Regions from separate parts of the Mus musculus genome. Here all the other regions are linked to region 5. Evidence: chromatin contacts called from public HiChIP or PLAC-seq and promoter capture Hi-C data. All regions are on one chromosome and are shown on one strand. Each heading gives the region's core, a stretch centred on a gene start, on an enhancer-like site or on the middle of the called end of the contact. The rest is flanking DNA. Distances are from core to core; before and after follow the strand shown. Region 1 overlaps Gtf2i (general transcription factor II I). Region 2 holds the start of Ncf1 (neutrophil cytosolic factor 1). Region 3 holds the start of Gtf2i (general transcription factor II I). Region 4 overlaps Gtf2i (general transcription factor II I). Region 5 holds the start of Gtf2ird1 (general transcription factor II I repeat domain-containing 1).

Region 1 (2,700 bases), core at 5-2,504, 200 kb before region 5:
TGCAGGGCCTCATGCCTTTGAGGCAAGCACTTTAACAAGGGAGCCATCTGTCTTAACTCCTTCCTTCATATCGGCAACACCAAATCTGAAGGGCTCGACTGTGTTTGGAAATCCACATACAAAGTCTATCCCCACCACAGCAGTAAAAGAAACGTACTCGAGAGGAATAGCAGACGGCCACAGCTCAGATCCACACTTGTCTTAGCTGTTACATAAGATAGGATCTAAACCTGATTTTAACATGCTTCCTATAAGAGAACATTTGAGCTGACAGCAGTAAAGAGCTGAAGGCTGGGTACAGAGGCACAGGAAGGCCTTCAGTATCAGCACGCAGAGGCAGAGGCAGAGACTGCTCTGAGTCTGAGGGCAGCCTGGGTTACAAATGCAATGAAACCCTGTCTCAACAGGGACAAAAAGGAAAGAAAACTTCAAGGACACTGCCTCCTAGCCAGTGAGCGCTGGTTGTCCTGTCTCAGCCCTCCAGTCCCCACCCACACGGTCGGTCGGCCACCTTCTCTACGCCATGCTCACAGACCAGGAAGTCCTGCCCTTTTCCTACCAGAACCAATGCTCCTAAGCCAGGGCTGTGCGGGCCACCTCCACTTCTGAGCTGTCCCTACTGTACACAGGAGTGTGCAGAGCTGCACAGCTGCCAGTTACAGGCAGTGGATGCTGGTGAACGTGGAGCAAGCTCCTGGATGATTTCAGGGAGATCTTGTTCCCTCCTGCCTTAGAAACCTAACAAAGGGGACCGATACCTCCGAGTTCTCACCAGTTCACAAACAGCTTTGTTTCTAGATCTACCAAAAATGCTAGCCGCTGGGCCCAGTAAAGGTTTTTTTTTTTTTTTTTTTGGATGGTGGCCGCTGGGGGGGGAAAAAGAAATCCGGTTATGTATGATGTTAAGCAAGCACTCTAACTGCAGTCTCAAACCTCTGAATCTATTTTCTCCTTAAAGGCTGTCTAAAATTAAGCTGGGCAATGGTAGCTCAAGTTTTTGATCCCAGCACTGAGGAAGCAGAGGCAGGTGGATCCCTGTGAGTTTAAGGCCAGCCTGTTCTACAGGACGAATTCCATAATAGCCAGGGCTACACAGAAAAACCCTGTCTTGAAAAAAAATTATCTTATAGTATTGGGGACCAAACACCTGACAGACTCAGATCCCAGCCCGAGTTTGCTTCCTCAGCTATACTTGAAAGGGTGACCTCTGCTCTCCCAGCCTAGGCTCTCCCAACCACTTCTCCTTTTCCTCCCCCTTCCTTTCTTCCTTTGCCACTTCCTGGACAAAGCTAACAACAGCCAACGGCAGTGACATTCTCTGGAGCCAAGATACTCAAAAACCACACGTCACACCTACACAGGAAATGCAAGGACATAATGGGGATGTCCCCCAAAATGAACATGCCCCATCACTTGATCTAGGCTGCCAAGCATCCAGGGGAAGCACTGACTGGACACCAGGAGAGGAGTCTTTACTGCTTCCTCGTTGGTTTACACCCAATGACTGGAAGGAAGGTTACTGCTAGGAATACTGACGAGGGTGAGGAGGATGGGCGCCTCAACTAGGAATTGTTGGGAGATGGTGTTTGCTTCCCGCCACTATCTGAGGAGTGGAAAAATAAAATTTCCCTTTCCAAAAAAACCTTGAGAGCTAAATAAATGCTAAAACCCAAGATAACCTAAAACAGGATCATGGTGACTCTAGGAAGCCAGTGGGCAGGCAGATGGCCTGGCCCTGATGTCCTCGCTGGACCCAAAGAGAAAGGAATCCAAATGGTCAAATACCTACACTGAATAATGAAACTTCAGGAAGCAACTATTCAGGGCTGGGGTGTGGCTCACAGGAGAGACTTGCCTAACATTTGCTGGTATGAAGTAGAGCATTTGTCTAGGGCTCTTGAGGCCCAATCCATCCCAGCGCAAAAAGAAAAATATACAGCTTTAAAAACTTTTTAAAATTAGTTTTTACTAAAAGCAAGGAAACACTAAGTTAAGTTGAATCATCTCATTGTATTCCTAAAACAAAACAACTCTTAACAACAAAACAAAACAAAGAGATAAAAGACCATCTGGGGCTGGAAAGATGGCTCAGTAATTCAGAGTGCTCGCTGCGCTTCCAGAGGACAGAGGTTCAGGCTAGGTGGCTCACGGCTGCTTGTAAGTCTACTTCTAGGAGACCTGACACCCTCTTCTGGCTTCCCTGGACACCTGCACACATGTGACACACACACACACAATACACACAAACTCACATATATAGCTGTATATTCTCAAAGCCACCTTCCCAGAGTTTGAGCTTGATCGATGCTAATTTGCAAAACTGAATAAAGTACCTGGACTTCCCCCAAGAAGCCTTTATCCTGTTGCTTTGTATTTCAAGCAGGTCAGTCATCGCCCTAAGCCTGTCTTCAGCAAGCACAGGTGGCAGAAATTCATCGATATGAAGAAATGTATTGAGTATACATTGTGGCTTTGGTCTGATTAGATATAAGGTGTGCTATGAGGGCCAGTTAGCCAACGACGGGCCACTGAGATTTCTGAACTATATCGATCTAAGACAGAGGTATGTGCCAAGAAGCCATGGTTTATTAATAATACACCACAGAGCCATGTTTGTGCAAAATAAACACAAGCAAGCTGCACATACTTCCCTGACGGATAAGAATAGTACATAGAAAATCTAAGTCCCAAGCCAGGCAC
Region 2 (2,700 bases), core at 16-2,515, 230 kb before region 5:
AGGGTGACCGCTGTCCCCTCTTCTGGTGTGGCTTTTGGTTGTGGAATGATTCAGAACATTTATATTTAGAGAGGGAGGGAGGAGGGAGGGGAGACTTAGCTCTTAACTGCTGAGGGTCCCAGGTAAACAGCTTACAAGTGCTGGGCGGCACCATCTCTGGCCTGCCTTGGGCCGAGCAGACCCAGTGATAGAGTCTAGATATATGGGCAGATATTCCTCGACCTCATCTCCCCAGGGCAAACGGGAGACATCGTCCCCTACTAGGGATCCAAACTCAGTAACCAATATCATAGAAGAGGAGAGAAAAAAAAGCCACAGTTTCCAGGCCTCGCAGGCTGCCATGCAGGGCCACTCCTGGAGCTGACTAGACAGGGAGGTTTCCTGGTAGGAATGAGCCTTGGTCCTAGGCACTGGACAGAGGGTAAGGTTGAGCTCTGGCATGCTTGGGGGCTCAGTGTGAAGACAGAGAGGGAGGCAGCTGGGACGGTGCACAGGGGTATCTGCTCACCATGGCAGGGTCCTTTGTGAACACCCAAGAGAAGCCTGAAGCCCAAGGATAAGAAAGCCCTGTGCCTGAGAGGTCCCCACGGAGGTATATCTTCCCCTGGTCCCCCTCCCCCTCACATCCTTCCCTTGGTCCCCCTCCCCCTCATAGCCTCCCCTGGACCCCTCCTCCCATATCCTTCCCCTGTTCTCCCTCCCCCCATATCCTTCCCTGGTCCCCCTCCCTCTCACATCCTTCCCTTGGTCCCCCTCCCCCTCATAGCCTCCCCTGGACCCCTCCTCCCCATATCCTTCCCCTGTTCTCCCTCCCCCCATATCCTCCCCTGGTCCCCCCTCCCTCTCACATCCTTCCCCTGGTCTCCCTCTCTCCATATCCTTCCCCTGTTCTCCCTCCCCCCATATCCTCCCCTGATCCCCCTCCCTCTCACATCCTTCCCTTGGTCCCCCTCCCCCTCATATCCTCCCCTGGACCCCTCCCCCCATATCCTCCCCTGGTCCCCCTTCCCCTCACATCCTTCCCTGGTCTCCCTTCCTCTCATCTCCTTCCCTGGTCCAGGTGGTTTTTGGGTAGCAGCAGAGTGATAGCACTGTCCCCACTATGCGCTCCTGCAGGGCACTCTTAGGCTACTCACATAGTGCTGGCTGGGGATGAAGCGCTTCTCGAAGCCCAGCAGGGCAATATGGCGAATGAAGGTGTCCCCCATGGCTGGGCCGTGACAGGGACACTTCTCTCTATAGCCTGGGCTGGGCCTTAAATACACTAAAAAGAAGAAGTGGTTTCTGCTGCTTGTGGGGTAAGGGCGGGGAAGGCCCAGGAGGCTCTTAGACTTAGTCTTTCACTTTCTGAGAATTTTTGAGCTTCAACAGAGTGGTGGGGCAGCCAGGGGCCCTGAAGCACAGAAACCTGTTCTACCGACACCATGGCCCAACCCAGGCACTGGGGCCTCTCTACAGTTCTGAACCACCCCCAACAAACATGGGGCTGGAGAGCTGGTGCAGTGCTTAAGAGCACTGACTGCTCTTCCAGAGGTTCTCAGTTCAATTCCCAGCAATCACATGGTGGCTCACAACCATCTGTAATGGGATCTGATGCCCTCTTCTGGTGTTGTCTGAAGACAGCTACAGCATGCTCAGATTAATAAAATAAATAAATAAATCTTAAAAAAAAAAAAGCTGGGTGTGGTGGCAGGCAGAGGCCGGCAGATTTCTGAGTTCGAGGCCAGCCTGGTCTACAAAGTGAGTTCCAGGACAGCCAGGGCTATACAGAGAAACCCTATCTCAGGAAAAAAAAAAAAGCCTGTGACCCCAGCCCTTGGGAGGTAGAGGCAGGAGAATCAAGGGTTCAAGGCCAGCTTCAGCTATATAATGAGTTTGAAGATAGCCTGGCCTACGTGAGATTGACTTTAGAAGTCCTGTCTTTACAGGACCAGGACTGGACATGGCTCCGCAGATAAAGTCCTTGGCATACAAGCCTGAGGACCTGAGTTCTATCTCTAGAACCTACATTAAAGAAAAGTTTAGGGCCAGCGAGATGGCTCAGTGGGTAAGAGCACTGTCTGCTCTTCTTCTGAAGGTCCTGAGTTCAAATCCCAGCAACCACATGGTGGCTCACAACCATCTGCAATGTATAATAATAAATAAATCTTTGGGCGGAGAAAGCAGGGACTGATGGAGAGAGAAGAGTTATCTGAAGTGAGAGGGTCCGACCTGAGCAAGGGGAGGTCCTAAATTCAATTCCCAACAACCACATGAAGGCTCACAACCATCTGTACAGCTACAGTGTACTCATATACATAAAATAAATACATAAATCTTTTTAAAAAGCCAGGTGTGGTGGCACACACCTTTAATCCCAGCACTTGGGAGGCAGAGGCAGGTGGATTTCTAAGTTCGAGGCCAGCCTGGTCTACAAAGTGAGTTCCAGGACAGTCAGAGCTATACAGAGAAACCCTGTCTCGAAAAACCATTTAAAAAAAAAACTTTTTTAAAAAAATAAAGAAAAGCTCAGAATCCTCTGTGTGTGTGTGTTTGTGTGTGTGTGTAGATGCAGTTATAGGCAGTTGTGAAATAGCAGACATTGATGTTTGGTACTGAAGTTAGATCCCTCTGCAAGAGAGAGAAGCAGTCGCAGCCACGGAGCCCTCCCTTAGCCTGGAAAGTATGTACTTTTTTATTTTTCGTTTTTCCCAGATAGAG
Region 3 (2,700 bases), core at 45-2,544, 140 kb before region 5:
CTCCGGACAAAGCCCACGGCTGGGCTCCACCTGGGAGCAGGGCGGAGCACCGGACAGCCAGGGCGGGCACTGGCTTCCAAGCCTGGTGGCTCCCGCCCCCCTGCCGGGGGCCCCCACCGCAGTTACCAGGCACCGACGCCCCGCCCCCACGGTGCCCGCCGGCCAATCGCACGCAGCCTGCTGCCCTAAGCTCCGCAAGCCCTGGACACACGGACACACACACACACACACGCTCTCATAGCGAACCCGACACACACACACACACATACAAACATATACACACACACACAAACGCTCACACAGCGAACCCGAGCGCGACCCCACGGGGCTCAGGAGGGGCCGTGGCACCCCGCGCGCCCGCGCGCGCGTCCCCGAGCGAGCCCTCCCAGCCAATCAGGAGCGAAGGAGCAGGGCTGCGCGGCCCCGCCGGGGTACGCTAACTCGTCCGCTCGTTCACGCGCGGGGGGCTGCTCGCGCGAGACCATCCCTCTCAAACACCCCCAACCCAGTCCCCCGACCACCGTCCACGCGTCTGGATACAATGTACGCAGGCGCGGAACGCCGCGAGTCCTCCCCCACGCACCACGGGTGTGCGCGTGCAACTGTCGTCTCCCCCCACCACCAGCCGCCCCATCCCCCCAAAAAAGCCGCGTCGCGTCCGCTGCCAAGGCCCCCAAGTAGAGTGGACTTTGGGGGGGGTCACAGCGCGTCCGCTTCCTCACCCCGAAGTTGTCCCCTTGCCACTCGCAGCGCGCCAAGCGACCCCAACTCTCACGCCCGAGTCGGTGCACACACTCCCGACGGGGGCAGAGTGTCGAATAAAGACGCCCCTGTTCGCCATGGCACCCCGAGGCAGAGGGGGACGACGGAGGGGACACTCGAGGGAAAGGGGACGATCTGAGGCGACAGGGACTCACCCGAAGAGCAGCCGGGGAGGGTCGGGGAGGGGGGGATGCGGACAGCAAGCGAGTGTAGGCCGGAGGGGCCTCGGCGAGCTGGCGAACGGGGTGGAGGTGAGAGGGCGAGGGGGGCCCGTGCGTCTCGGCCGTGCTCCTGTCACCGCCGCATGGCCGCCCCCGGCGGGGCCTCGCTCCACGCTGGGTCGCCAGACGCCGGGGGGGGGGGGGGGGAACAGGGACGAAGCCCAGGGATAACCGCGGCAGGCGGGCGGCAAGCGCGTGCAGGGAAGCGGGGGGGCCGCCGGTGCCCCCTTTTCTCTGCTCTCCCAGCTTATCTCTCACCCTCCTCCTCCTCCTTTTTTTTCCCCCTTTTTTTTTTTTTGCCTTTTTTTTTTTTTTTTTTTTTTTTTGTTCCTCGAAGGTGCCGCTGCGCGTGCGCACAAGCAGCACCGCCCACCGGGAGTTGTAGTTCTGAACCCGCGCTCACCTACGCAACGGGTGGGTACCCCGAACTATAACTCCCAGACAGCCTTGCGGCATGAACCCTGATTCTCTCCCCACCGCCCCCCTCTAGGCCGAGGCGAAGCGCCGCGGCGCCCGGCCCTCTCCGGCTTGGACTGTCAATGGAAGCGCGCGGGTGGTGGGAGCGAGAACATGGCTGCACCTGGGGCCTGCGCGGCCGCCCGGATGGGGGAGGGGAGTGGGGTGAGACCTAGAACTTAGTGTCCCCCCCCTTCCTTCTCCAGCAGGCCACAACTTCCACTTAAATAACTCTTTGCTACCAACATCCCTTTGCAAATTGCAAAGTTAGGGACATTGCAAAGGCCAGGGGAGCCCCGGGGCTGGCCTGTCGCCTGATTTGCAGAGGGAGGTCCCCCCAGCTCCGGGACACAAAGAACTCAATGTTTTCAAAGCTGGCTTTAGAAGCAACCAGAGTGGACTTGCCCAAACTTGGGACAGGCAACGGATGGGAGGGGGTGAGGAACTCGTGATTTCCATTTCTTCTCTCTTCGAGTCTTTACACAGCTCCACATTTAGAAGGAGAATTGAAGAAATCCTGATCGTCCCCACAGCTACAAAGAAAGTAAACTTAAGACCCTCCTCCGGCCATTATATTTATTTTTCTCAACTACTTCATAAGATCAATGACTTTCGAAGAGTATCAACTAACTGTTCATCTAAGTTAAATGCAAAAGTTAAAAAAGCCCGAGTCTGAAGAACTTAGCTGTTAATGCAAAGGACAGAATTGGGTGAATTTGTGGTGTTTGTTCGTTTGTTTTTTCCTTTTTCTTTTTTCTTTTTTTTCCTTCCCACCGCTTATGTCCGCCGAATATTCGGGCGCCCTCCCCCACCCGTTGCTTCTCGGTAGGTGGCGGCCACAAGGCTTTTTCCAGCCTCCCAGCCTCTTTGTCGCTTGCTGGAAAACTTTCCGTGCAAGCCACTCTTTTGATGTAGTTCCAAAACCCTGCCTTTGAATTCGGGTTCAAGGATTGGCGTTCTCTGGTCGACTTTCTTGTATGAAACCGCACCCACAAAGCCTCATCTACAATCTCCATGTTGGATTTCTTTGCACTCCACGGAGTCTTTAAGGATTCCTGGGAAGCAGTCTGATTAGAGAAGCCGCCTACGTTTTTTGGTTTTTATTACGATTTTCCCTAACAATATTTACACCCTTCGTTTCCTTTCCTAATCCGATTGTGACTCAACTCTGTCGACTCTGTCCAGGGCTATTCATTAAGTTGTCAAAAGAACAACTTGCTCTTTGCCCCCGGATTTCACTGCTCTTTGGAATATTTAACCA
Region 4 (2,700 bases), core at 6-2,505, 170 kb before region 5:
AGAATGCTTTTTGTTCATAATAGCTTCTAAGAGTACTAGTACATACCAGAATCTTCTGTGGGTTCAGTTTTCACTTTGATGGGGCCACAACTGAAAGGAGGAAGAAATGTGGATCATGGGGTGCGTCTGTGAGAACCACCTGCACAGCTGTCAACAGCTTCCCCGACATCCAGCCTCGACTACCCAGGGCTCTGTGCACAGCTGCAGAGCTGAAGCCCACACTCCCGTGCCCATCACGCCTGTGCCTCCAGCTCTTAGGAGGCTGGGGCACAAGTGTCCCAAAATGAGGCTAGCCTCGGCTATTACAAAGTGAGAATATTTCTAAAACAAAACCAAAATTGACACTTTTGCAGCCAAGTGCTGCACCCTGCACTTCTGGATGTGGCCCTCAGCCTTCTGCTTTTAGTAACTCTGGGGCAGGGTCACAACAGTATGGGGGGGACGATGGCTTACCTTCCACTAGGAGACAGCATGGACCTCTCAGCCTCGGCCGCCAGCACTCGACCACCTACAAAGCAAAGGGCATTCAGGTTCAATGACATTTGTTGGTATTCTTGTCGGTTTGCTTGTCTGTTTTTCTGGTTTTTGGATTTTGACACAGGGTTTCTCTGTGTAGCCCTGGCTGTCCGTCAATTCCACATTCTCTCATCCCACAGTGTCAGGATTCTAGGGCTCATGATACCATGCCCTGGCTTGTGGGGGATTCAGGGTGAGGTTGGGGGACCCGGAGAAGAAACATCTCGGGATGAGCAAGCATAAACAGTCCTGAACTCAGTCATCCAGTTTTCATTTCACAGAAAAAGCTTATTTCTGCCAGTAAGCTGGCAACAGAAATAAAGCATTTGAGTGGCATAAGGTAAGAAGCGGATGTAAATATGACCCCTATTCAAGGTCAGTAGCTATGCCTCGTGTGGGGGTTCTGTTAGATATGATAGAAATGTTCTCAAGTAGATAATCAACAGTTGCCCAATCTGTGGTACATTTGAAACTGGTGAATTATACTGCAATTAAAAGAACTGTCTTACCTGACCTGGAGGTATATAGGGAATCCAGGCATTAAGGATACTGAGACAGTTCAAGGCCAGTCTTGACTACACGGCAAAACCCTGTCTCACCTTTGCATAGCCTAGCATGTGCAAGGCCCCTGGCTTGTATCACCGGCACTGTGGAGGGGTGCCGTTGAGGTTAAACCTGTAACCAATCTACACAGCCCTTTACTTAAGAGCCAAGAATCTATACAGCCCAAATGTCCCTCACCACAAAAATGAGCAAACGTGTCTGGGTTACATCTAGATCGCAACCTGGACTCAAGCAGCCTGTGTGGAGCACAGCGGGGAAGAGCGGGAGGCCTGCCCTGAGTCTGGTCTATAGCGAAAGGCCCAGGCCACCCAGGCAGCAAGACCCTGCAGCTGGTCTTTGATTCGTTGTGGGTTCTTTTTTTCTCCCACCCTTCCCCCCCCCCTCCCGCCCCCATGGTTTTACTCCTAACACTAGATAGGAGAGAAAGGATAAAGGGGAGAGAGACCCCTGAACCTAATTTCTTTCCTTTTGTTTCTTCTTTGAGCATGGCAACTAACAAACTATGACCAACATCCCCCACCCCAGGACCAGCAACCACCCACCACACCTGTCAGGGGCTCAGGACACCTTAATGAGGCAGACTCACTTGTATTTTTTTTTTCTGCTGGTCTGTGTAGTCAAGACTAGTTGTCCTTCCAGCTTCCAGACTTGCCTGCCTCTGCCTTCCATCTCACAGCAAAGGCCCTGCCCTTACCCACACACACTCCCACTTTAGTCCCAGGGATGGAGCTGGGGTCGCCGGGCCTGGTAGCACACGTGTCCTTTACCTGCTGAGCTGTCTGTCCTGCAGCCTGTCTGTGCCACTTCTGTGACTTAATGTGAAAGTTTTCTTTGTGTAGCCTGGACTGGCCTCACATTTTTCATCTTCCTGCTTCAGCTATGAAAGTGCTGGGAGTCCAGGCCTGTGCCACAACCCTGCTTTTCTCCCAATCTTTAAAATGAGCCACACACTGCTGCCTTCCCACTGAGCAGGCAAAGGAACGCTCGCCTAACCTAACATGGAGGACGGTCGTGGAGAGGACCTAACATGGACCTCAAGGTGACGTGCACTACGGCCGCTGTATTTGGTCTTATTTGTAATTACCCTAGCCAGACCAAAAGGTAAGCGACAAAAGGGACACTGGCAAGAAGGGAAGAGGGACACCGCTGTCTCCACCCTCATATCGCTGTGAAGAAAACACAGAAATAGAGTCAGGGTCAGCTGACTCCAGCAAAGTTTCCAAGACAACGCAGAGAGCACGCTTCTCACGGAGACCTAGATGCAAAGACGAATTTAAGCCTCTACATTCTGTGGGGTACAAACTCAAAATAGACTGGGCTGGCGGTTCCGGGCAGTGGAGCATCTGACTGGCACTGACACGCTGGGCTCCACTCCTAGACACCCACATCCAGGACACCTTTAACACTGGAAGAGGGACACAAGCAAGGCAAGCGCCCACATCCCAAGGCTAGTTAATGGTTCCTTCTCTTTTGTTTGTACTACAGCATCGTGAGTGTTGAGTGAACTCCAAGGAATCAGCCTGTCAGAGAAGAGATCCAAGACACAAGCAGCTACAGGAGAAAAAGCAAATCACGGAGAACACCCACTGAGCCCTCGACACAAGGTGTCACCTACAATCC
Region 5 (2,700 bases), core at 33-2,532:
AAGACCAGCCTTCACGCCCCACATTCCAGATACACACTCCATCGCTGAGCCCGGCTCCTGAGTTCTTTCACTTCCCCAGGAAGGGGACCCAGGAACTGCCACCTCTAGTCTACTCCAGGGAGGCTGGGTCGCCAGACCCGATGCTGGTCTCCGCTAGTCTCCTGACAGAGCAGCCAAACTCTGAGAGCCACGGGTGTCCTCCCCCCCATCCCCCGTTTCCCTGGGGCTTAGAGGCCAGGAAAAAAGTCGCCCTCTCAGCCCCCTGACTGGCTGCAAAGCTGGGAGTCACACCGGTCGCGATCACTCCTAGAGACTCCGGATGGGGAGACTTTAAGCACCCTTTGGCCCCTCCCCCTCCTCTTCAAGAACTCAGAGACCACCCACAGCCGAGGCTCCCTCAAACTTGTTCCTTGGCACCCTCTGTGCCCCTTTTTTAGAGACCCTAAGTCTCTTTGACTCACCCCCAACCAACCAAAGAGGTCCGGCTCCCACCATGCAAGCCAGCCTCTTTACAGGATGACCCCCCCCCAAAAAAAAAAAAAAAAAACCGCCGCTCTGGGGCAGTGTTCGGACTCAGCTTGAGCGTTGGAGGACAGGAGAGGAAAAGGGGGAGGGGGAGGAAAGCTTCTTTCCGACGCCCCCTCCACCAACCTCCCCCGGCAGGGCAGCACCACTGACCTCATTCGCCCAACTGTATCCAGGCCTGCTGGGCTCCAGGCCAGTGGGGCGCTTCTCTCTCCACCTCCAGGGAATTCGAGGGTGAGAGGGGTGTCTGCTTTCCCCGATTCCAGCAGGTATCCGGAGGGAAGAAGCTGACCATCCCAACCCATCCCCCTCCAAACTCGAATTATAATCCCGATCACGTGCACACACACCCCAAAAGGCGGGCCTTAGAATTGAGACACCTGGAGGGGGAGGGGAAGGGACCTCCCATACACACAACACACTGAGGTTGGGGGGTGCAAAAATAAGGGCTCAAAACCAAAGCAAGCTCCAGAGCACCCCATCTCCATCATCCCTCATCCCATCCCCCACCCCCACCCCCGCCCCCAGTCAAACTTTCTCCTTTTTTTACCTTGCAGGATCCCCAAGCGCTCCGGGCGCCCCGGCCCGGGCCCGGTGGCCAGGACTCGGTAGATCCAGTCGCCTCTGGTTGCTGAGTTAATAATCCGGGAATGGGGGACAGGATCAGTAGAGGGAGGGAGGGAAGGAGGGCGGACGCGGTGCGGGCGGCCGGCCGGGGGCTGCGCGGGGCCCCCACCCCCGGCGCGGGCTGCGGCGGAGGGCGGGGCGCGGAGCGAGCGCGAAGCCGAGCCCGGGCTCTGGGAGGTTCTCTCTTTGTTCTGTAATCCCAGTAAGATTGCCAGCCATTCGCCCCGGCCCTAATCCCAGCCCCGCGCAACACCACCCTCCATTGGCTGTCATTTACATACGGGATTAGCCCGCACGGCCCGCCCCGTGCCACCGTGGGGGAGGACTCACAACCTCGGAGCCTCGAGACTCCCCCAGCCACGGATTAGAACCCCCTCCCCGGAGAGATCAGAATACATCAAGGTCACCCAGAGGACGCCCGGAGGATCCCTAGGTGGTTTGCCCTCCTGGTCACTCTTATGCCTGGAGTGTCCAAGGTCAGAAGGGAGGGACCCCAGGTTTTTCTCTTGGATGGCCTGGCCCAGGCCTTTTTATTTATTTATTTTTTATCTTGGAATCTCATAAAGCCCTGGTTGCAGTCAAACTGTTTTAGGGTCCTGAACACTCACGAACTGAAAAGTGAGGATAACCTTGAACAACCGATCGTCCTGGCTCTACCTCCAAGTGCTGGGATTATAGTTTATACCTGGGAAGACTCGAACCCAGAGCTTTCTGTATGTAAGGCAACCATTCTACTTATACAACTACACCCTAAAACCCTTATTGTTGTTGTTTTAGGATAGTTTCGCACACCCCACACTGGCCTCAAACTCTCTATGTAGTTGAAGATGACCTTGCACTTCTGACCCTCTACTTCCCAAATACTGGGATTACAGGTGAGCACAACCACACAGAGTGGTTTTGGGTCCCGAGTTTTATTTTACCATCCATCTGACCTCCTGTATACTACTAAATGGGGGAGGGGAACACTGGGGGACCCTCCCCCTCCAACCTCTCCAAAGCCATATGTCCCAAGTCAACCCAGCAGTTGGTTGGTAACCAGGTGGTCCCCTGAATCTTTGGCTAGGCCTTTGCTGGGATAGGCACAGCAGAGAGACATGTACCAGACAAGTCCCCAAACCACTCAGGGAGACTGTGCCTCAAATTCAGTAAGTAAAAGGTAAATAGATGCAGGACATGATAGAATGTGCTTGTAGTCTCAGCACTCAGGAGACGGAGACAGGAGGATTGGGAGTTCATGTCAGACTGAGCATCATAGAGAATTCTAGCCCAGTCTGAACTTAGAGAATCCCTGTAATATATATATATATATAATAAAGAGTTAGGCTTAGTGGCTTTCATCTATAATCCTAGGGCCTAGAAGTTTGAAGCAAGAGGATTTCTGAGAGTTTGAAGCCTGGCTGGCCCATATGATCCTGTCTCAAAAAGTGAAAACACTCAGTTTCACTAGGGATATAATTCAGTCAGTGTATAGAATGGTTGTCCAGCGTGCTTGCTTGAAGCCCTGGGTTTGACCTTCAGCCCCACATAAAACCAGATGATATGGCA

The links. Promoter capture Hi-C pulls out the DNA fragments that hold promoters and counts their contacts. HiChIP or PLAC-seq counts read pairs in DNA pulled down with a chosen protein or histone mark.
Region 1: an H3K4me3 HiChIP or PLAC-seq map of bone marrow-derived macrophages shows a contact between it and region 5, with 2.4 times the contacts expected there. The contact joins the enhancer-like site here to the promoter of Gtf2ird1 in region 5. A contact is called at or near these places in 2 of 39 promoter capture datasets (cranial neural crest and frontonasal cranial neural crest), 3 of 115 datasets of contacts at active chromatin or transcription factors (bone marrow-derived macrophages, embryonic stem cells and pancreatic cancer cells) and 3 of 9 other capture datasets (adipose tissue, liver and pancreatic islet).
Region 2: a promoter capture Hi-C map of the SN4741 cell line shows a contact between it and region 5, with 2.8 times the contacts expected there. The contact joins the promoter of Ncf1 here to the promoter of Gtf2ird1 in region 5. A contact is called at or near these places in 5 of 39 promoter capture datasets (the C10 cell line, the HPC-7 cell line, the SN4741 cell line and 2 more), 3 of 484 Hi-C or Micro-C datasets (CD8 T cells and nephron progenitors), 6 of 115 datasets of contacts at active chromatin or transcription factors (the NIH/3T3 cell line, bone marrow-derived dendritic cells, embryonic limb bud and 3 more) and 3 of 9 other capture datasets (adipose tissue, liver and pancreatic islet).
Region 3: an HNF4G HiChIP or PLAC-seq map of pancreatic cancer cells shows a contact between it and region 5. The contact joins the promoter of Gtf2i here to the promoter of Gtf2ird1 in region 5. A contact is called at or near these places in 6 of 39 promoter capture datasets (the C10 cell line, cranial neural crest, embryonic stem cells and 3 more), 2 of 484 Hi-C or Micro-C datasets (both in embryonic stem cells), 5 of 115 datasets of contacts at active chromatin or transcription factors (embryonic stem cells, extraembryonic endoderm stem cells and pancreatic cancer cells) and 3 of 9 other capture datasets (adipose tissue, liver and pancreatic islet).
Region 4: a contact with region 5 is called in an H3K27ac HiChIP or PLAC-seq map of double positive thymocytes, with 8 read pairs. The contact joins the enhancer-like site here to the promoter of Gtf2ird1 in region 5. A contact is called at or near these places in 2 of 39 promoter capture datasets (cranial neural crest and liver), 1 of 484 Hi-C or Micro-C datasets (CD8 T cells), 3 of 115 datasets of contacts at active chromatin or transcription factors (double positive thymocytes, embryonic stem cells and memory CD8 T cells) and 3 of 9 other capture datasets (adipose tissue, liver and pancreatic islet).

The regions. Positions count from the first base shown.
Region 1 is chr5:134,257,302-134,260,001 of GRCm38.p6, forward strand. The region is part of intron 16 of Gtf2i (general transcription factor II I); the gene reads right to left. Among named protein-coding and RNA genes, the nearest start is that of Ncf1, 29 kb to the left of the region's middle. Within about 2 kb of position 1,255, at least 53 of the 459 cell types and tissues checked have an H3K27ac peak or open chromatin away from gene starts, as enhancers often do. A contact at or near this core is called in bone marrow-derived macrophages, where this site is marked.
Region 2 is chr5:134,228,360-134,231,059 of GRCm38.p6, forward strand. It overlaps Ncf1 (neutrophil cytosolic factor 1), which reads right to left and starts at 1,266. Exons shown (of 11, transcript NM_010876.4): 1 at 1,137-1,266. The coding sequence starts at 1,208.
Region 3 is chr5:134,313,466-134,316,165 of GRCm38.p6, forward strand. It overlaps Gtf2i (general transcription factor II I), which reads right to left and starts at 1,295. Exons shown (of 34, transcript NM_010365.4): 1 at 918-1,295.
Region 4 is chr5:134,282,741-134,285,440 of GRCm38.p6, forward strand. Gtf2i (general transcription factor II I) reads right to left here. Exons shown (of 34, transcript NM_010365.4): 7 at 454-508; 8 at 47-90. Among named protein-coding and RNA genes, the nearest start is that of Gtf2i, 31 kb to the right of the region's middle. Within about 2 kb of position 1,256, at least 41 of the 459 cell types and tissues checked have an H3K27ac peak or open chromatin away from gene starts, as enhancers often do. A contact at or near this core is called in CD8 T cells, double positive thymocytes and memory CD8 T cells, where this site is marked.
Region 5 is chr5:134,455,434-134,458,133 of GRCm38.p6, forward strand. It overlaps Gtf2ird1 (general transcription factor II I repeat domain-containing 1), which reads right to left and starts at 1,283. Exons shown (of 30, transcript NM_001081464.2): 1 at 1,076-1,283.